Regions from separate parts of the Gossypium arboreum genome. Here region 1 is linked to region 2. Evidence: chromatin contacts called from public Hi-C data. All regions are on one chromosome and are shown on one strand. The core of a region is the stretch at or near the end of the contact, and the rest is flanking DNA. Distances in the headings are between cores, read along the strand shown. Region 1 holds the start of LOC108478278. Region 2 holds the start of LOC108477801 (cytochrome P450 703A2).

Region 1 (3,061 bases), core at 53-2,552, 370 kb before region 2:
GCCAAAAATGCCACATGTGCCAAAGAATTAAGAAGCATGTTATGGAAAAACCCAGAATTTGATTCAGTAATCTACAATTGGACCATCTACTAATATTTTTTTTCGATATTTTTCATATTTGTTTTACAATTTATTTTTGGGTTATTGGTGCCTCTATCTAATAATTAATAGACGATATAATTCATTGTATTGTAAAATACTATTCTTTTACAACATTTGTGAAATGAAACACTAGAAAGTTCCATCATCTTCTTTTTCTTTTTATTATTATTAGCATATGTGGGTTTTGGTTCGACGGATCAGTTTAGTTTATATTATTTCAGCTTTTAATTTATTTGTATTTTGTATTAGTTTAATTTTACTTTATAGTTACTCAAGATTTATTTTTATTGTGCAATGATTATACTATATTTGTATTTGAAAATTCTATAGAAAAAAATTAAAATATTGTATTTTAATATTTTTAATTTTTCAATCTATAAATTTTATTTTGAAAAGATTTAAACCTAAAATATCATAATTTTGTTTTTGAAATATTATTATTTTAACCAAAATTATATTTAATTATTATATCATTTTTCATAATTATTTTAGCCGCATTCTACCTATCCATAATATAATAATTAATAAAAATGGTCTATAAATTATGTGATTAGAGTTTGGCTACACTTTCTTTGCAACAAAGTAAAATGTATTTATCGCTTCCATTCTTAAAATAGAAGTGCAATTATTTCAAGTAATAGCATGAAATGTTATTTAAATTAGATTGATTTGATTAAAATTAATTGAAAAATTAGTTGAAAACCAATGATACAACAAACTTTTCTTTTCTTTGATTTTAAAATTTAAAATGAAAAATTAATAATAAAAGATAATGAAAAATAACTTAAAATCATACAAGTAATTTTTGAAAATTTATAATTATTAATTTAAAGAATTTATGCTTTGAAATACTTTTGGATGTTTAAATAAATAAAACGAAAGATGATGGAAGTAGAATAAATATTTTAATTGAGTAACTACTTGAGTATTTATATCAAGGTGTTTTAATATTTTCAAGTGCATGAAGAATAAATTATCTATTTATTGAATAAGACTTAACAAGAAGAAACGAGAAATTAATAACTAATTAAGATCAAAATGTTTAAACAGTTTATGAAATATAAGTTATAAATTTACAATCAGTCAAATCGAATCGAATTCATTTAATTTTAATTTTTTATCAAATAAATTCAAAAATTATAAAGTCGGTGTGAACTTAAGAGAAAGTTTCCAAAATGAGGGTAAAAAGGGAAAACGGTGGCGTATGGGTAAAGCAAAAGAGTTTATTTTGTAATAATGAGTTTACAGGCTTTTAGATAATTAATTAAAAGAAATTGAGAACTTCCACATTAATTTCCGATCATCTTCATCTTCATCTCCATCGTAGAGCGCCTAGTGTTTGAATTTATATAAATTCAATCAAATACAAAAACTGGGTCGTTTTAGAAGAAGGGTCTCGTCTCTAATTTTGGCGGGTTAAATTGAAAAACATAAATGGCGAATCTATATGTGAAGGCGGTACCACCGGCTGATCTGAACCGGAACACCGAGTGGTTCATGTACCCAGGTGTATGGACTACTTATATCCTATTCCTCCTTTTCTCTTGGCTCCTTGTTCTTTCCATCTTTGGTTGTTCTCCTGGCATGGCTTGGACCATCGTTAATCTCGCTCACTTCCTTGTACGTTTCCTTTTCTCTTTTAATTGTCTCTTGGTATTTAATGTTGAATTGGGTCCCTTTTTTTGCCTGCAAATTAGCCCTTTTTTTGTGTGAATTTGCTCTGTATTGGTTGGTTTTGATTAATTTTCCTTTTGGGTCTTTTATGATTTGTTGATTAATGTTGTTGAGCTGTGGGGGTTTTATTGTATGCCTTACAGTCTTTATTTGTGATAGGACTATTATTTGAAAGTTTTGAACTTTTCCTTTTTTGTTTTTCCGTCCTTGCAATGTATTGGGAGCTGAAATTATATCGAGTGATATCTTGTTTATTGATAGGAAGTAAGGAAATTAGGGATTTTACATTGAACAATGTCCTTAAGTTTTGAAAAATGCGTTTCGAGTTGAGATATAGGCTGCCTCATACTCGTAATCTCGGAAATTATGGCTTTGGGATTCGAAATTAGTCTATGTCCATCGCATTGGTAGCTTCACTAAATAATTTCCCCAATATATGTATTTGTTGCAGTTGCTTATTCATCTACTTACATTATGTCGTTAACTGAAGTTTTTCGACCACTTAGCTTCATGGTAGTTCTATCTAAGCCGATCTTATGCTTTGTTCTAATGTAAAGGTGATTTGCTAGTTTACTTCACATACCATGCCTTAAGCTTTTTTCTAAGGAACTTCCTTTTTTCTGGTTTTGGTCATGTGCTCACTACTGCTTGATAGTATCCGAACCAACAATGAGAGATTTGTCTATTTTTCAGGTTACTTACCACTTCTTTCACTGGAAGAAAGGAACCCCGTTTGCTGACGATCAAGGAATTTACAATGGCTTGACTTGGTGGGAGCAGATAGACAATGGAAAGCAGCTAACACGCAACAGAAAGTTTTTAACCGTTGTACCTGTTGTGCTGTAAGTCTGTTATATGATATATTTCACAATTTTGTTTCCTGTATCTTGCTGATGATCTTTCTTATTATTTTGTGCTGTGCCTCTGAATTCATGTGTACGAGTGTGCATGTATTTGTTTTCGAGCTTTGAATGTAATGAACTATATGGATTACTAGGGAAGCAATGAGTGCGTAAACACGGATACCCACCGATCATACACAGCATGTTCATGTTGGATTATAACAACTGGGTTTTTATACATGACTATTCATGTTACCTTGCTTTTAACAAAAGAGTAGATTTTAGTGTATCGTGTATTTAGTTTTAACATAGTTTATGCGTAATTCATGATTTTTCTAGTTCCGTCAGAGAGCATTAGCTGCTTCCAGTCTTTTTGGAATCCGTTTGCTGACCTTGGGTCATTCAATCACCACTTTTTTTTTACAGATACCTGATAGCTTCGC
Region 2 (2,909 bases), core at 20-2,519:
GTATTTGTATCGTACGACAGTTTAGCTTTTCTAAATGGGATTGTTTTGGGTGCAAATAATTTGTTTATTCTAGTAACTAAATCAATAAAGAAAATGAATTTTAGAGTTTAGTATTCACAATCTGAAAACAGCTTCCAAAGTTAATAAAAATTAATAAATTAATTTTTAATTTAATCGATTCAATCACAAAAATTCAATTTATTAAATTTTTATTTAATTAGTTGAACCAATTTATTTGATTTTGATTTACAATATATGGAATGGATATAAATAATAACTTTCAAAAATATTATCAGAATTATTTTTAACTTTCATGTAATTTATTTAACCAAATGTTAAACATTAGTTCAGAAAAAAAAGTTTTGCAATTATTTCAATAAAGTTAACTACTAATATTATCATTTGGACCTACTAATAACATTATAAATTAGAACACCATTAAGGTAATAATTTTTTTTCGCTCAGTCGATAGGAATTTATTAATAAGAGAAAGACGTTGATAAATGCCAACCTCTCCCATAAATATATTACAAAAACTACAGAATAACCATTCAAAGTAGAGCACTCTTGGCGTGAAACATCCAACTCTTACACAAACAAACAAATTGTTGAAAAATAGAACTCAAATCATCACCCCTCAAAACAGTAAATACATAAGAGTAAGAGTGAAATAAGATAGAAAAACACAGGACTCCTCACCTGTTAGTAGTAATAGCATCAGCCATTCCATTACTGAGAACAAATGCGAATGTTATCATATGGTGCTAATGTTATGTAATGTTATTCAGTTTTGTCTTGATGTTGTCATGTTTTCGGCTGCTTAGTGTTTCTTGGCCTGTTAATGCGGCAACAATGTGTATGTACTGGTATTCATCACTATTAATACATTTTTTTCTATTTTTCAAAAAAAATATCGATGAAAATATCTTTAGCACCATCCAGCATCTTGCTCTTAAATTCTTCACACTAATATATGAACTTTTTTTTAAACCAGAATTTCGTATCAACAAATTATAAAATTAAATGGTAAATTGTAAATAAAAATTGAAAATCAAATGCATTATTAACTACATGCAAATACCATTTTCTTTGTGGTAAGAGAACACAACGGATCATAACATATATCACCCTTCACCAACCTAGCAGGGCCTTGCTATCACAAGCTTCGGCATGTCAAGAATGTGGAACTCAACATTAAACTATATTTTTTTTGGTGCATATCTTTTGTTATTTATATGATACCATAGAAACCCATATTTTTTCCCTTGATAACATGGAATTATTCACCTTTGCTTTGGCCCTTCTGGTCGGAGCTCTTGTTGTAAACGCCTTATGGCGATGGCGGTTCGACCGGAAATCGTTGTTTAAGACTAGAAAACTTCCTCCAGGTCCACCAAGGTGGCCTATAGTTGGCAATCTTCTTCAATTAAGCTCACTCCCACATAGGGACTTAGCTTCCTTATGTGACAAATACGGTCCACTAGTTTACCTCCGGCTCGGTAAGGTAGATGCCATCACCACGAATGACCCAGATATCATACGTGAAATACTTCTTCGCCAAGACGAAGTCTTTGCTTCTAGGCCACGAACCCTAGCTGCCGTCCACCTTGCCTATGGGTGTGGCGATGTTGCCTTGGCTCCCTTAGGCCCGCATTGGAAACGTATGAGAAGAATATGTATGGAGCATTTACTAACAACAAAAAGGCTTGAATCATTCGCAAAACACCGAGCCGACGAAGCTCAACATTTGGTGCGAGATGTAACGGCCCGAGCCCAGAACGGGCAGCTCGTAAACCTAAGGGAAGTATTGGGTGCGTTTTCAATGAACAACGTGACTAGGATGTTACTAGGGAGGCAATATTTCGGGGCCGTATCTGCCGGCCCAAGTGAAGCCATGGAGTTCATGCACATAACACATGAATTGTTTTGGCTCTTAGGTGTGATCTATTTGGGGGATTATTTGCCCATTTGGAGGTGGGTGGATCCTTATGGATGTGAGAAAAGGATGAGGGAAGTAGAGAAAAGAGTGGATGATTTCCATAAAAGGATCATTGAAGAACATAGGAGGGCAAGGGAATTGAAAAACAAAGAATATGGAAAGGATGGTGATTATGGTGAAGAAATGGATTTTGTTGATGTTTTATTGTCATTACCTGGTGAAGATGGAAAGCCTCATATGGATGATACTGATATCAAAGCTCTAATTCAGGTTCCATCATCCTCTTTCATTTATTCTTTTACAATTCTATATTCCAAATTAAAAGAATTAGAATTTAGGGTTAATTGCATCATACATCCTTAAACTATAATTCAAGTACTAAATTAATCTTTTTAACTTCAAAACGTTTGAATTGAATTATGAAAGTGTCAATATTGTATCCAAATTAAATGATAACTCAAATCTAAAACTATATTTAAAATATGTAAATCAAATTGAAATACAAATACATATTCCAAGCAACTATTTTCAATATCAATTTAAACCTACTAATAATAGTATAAAAATATAAGATCAAATTACATAAAATAAAAGTTTAGAATTAAATCATAAATTTCATCATATTGAGGAACTAAACTACATTAGACCTTTTATTTTAGCTCTAATTTTACAATTTTGTTTCTTTTAGGATATGATAGCTGCGGCAACAGATACATCGGCTGTGACCAACGAATGGGCAATGGCGGAAGTAATAAAGCATCCACATGTCCTCTGCAAAATCCAAGATGAGCTTGATTCAGTCGTGGGTCCTAACCGAATGGTCAACGAATCCGATCTACCTCACCTTAACTACCTACGCTGCGTAGTACGTGAAACATTCCGCATGCACCCTGCCGGACCGTTTTTAATCCCACACGAGTCCCTTCAGGCAACCACCATCAACGACTTTTACATCCCGGCTAAGACACGT

Evidence for each region. A called contact is a pair of places that touch in the nucleus more often than the background predicts.
Region 1: a Hi-C map of leaf shows a contact between it and region 2, with 4 times the contacts expected there. The contact joins the promoter of LOC108478278 here to the promoter of LOC108477801 in region 2. A contact is called at or near these places in 2 of 5 Hi-C or Micro-C datasets (both in leaf).

The regions. Positions count from the first base shown.
Region 1 is chr12:91,527,950-91,531,010 of ASM2569848v2, reverse strand. It overlaps LOC108478278, which reads left to right and starts at 1,302. Exons shown (of 4, transcript XR_008275801.1): 1 at 1,302-1,722; 2 at 2,470-2,618; 3 at 3,045-3,061. LOC108479543 (bifunctional fucokinase/fucose pyrophosphorylase) reads left to right here. Exons shown (of 8, transcript XM_017782216.2): 8 at 1-247. The coding sequence ends at 93.
Region 2 is chr12:91,154,013-91,156,921 of ASM2569848v2, reverse strand. LOC108477801 (cytochrome P450 703A2) reads left to right here and starts at 1,269. Exons shown (of 2, transcript XM_017780293.2): 1 at 1,269-2,209; 2 at 2,628-2,909. The coding sequence starts at 1,274.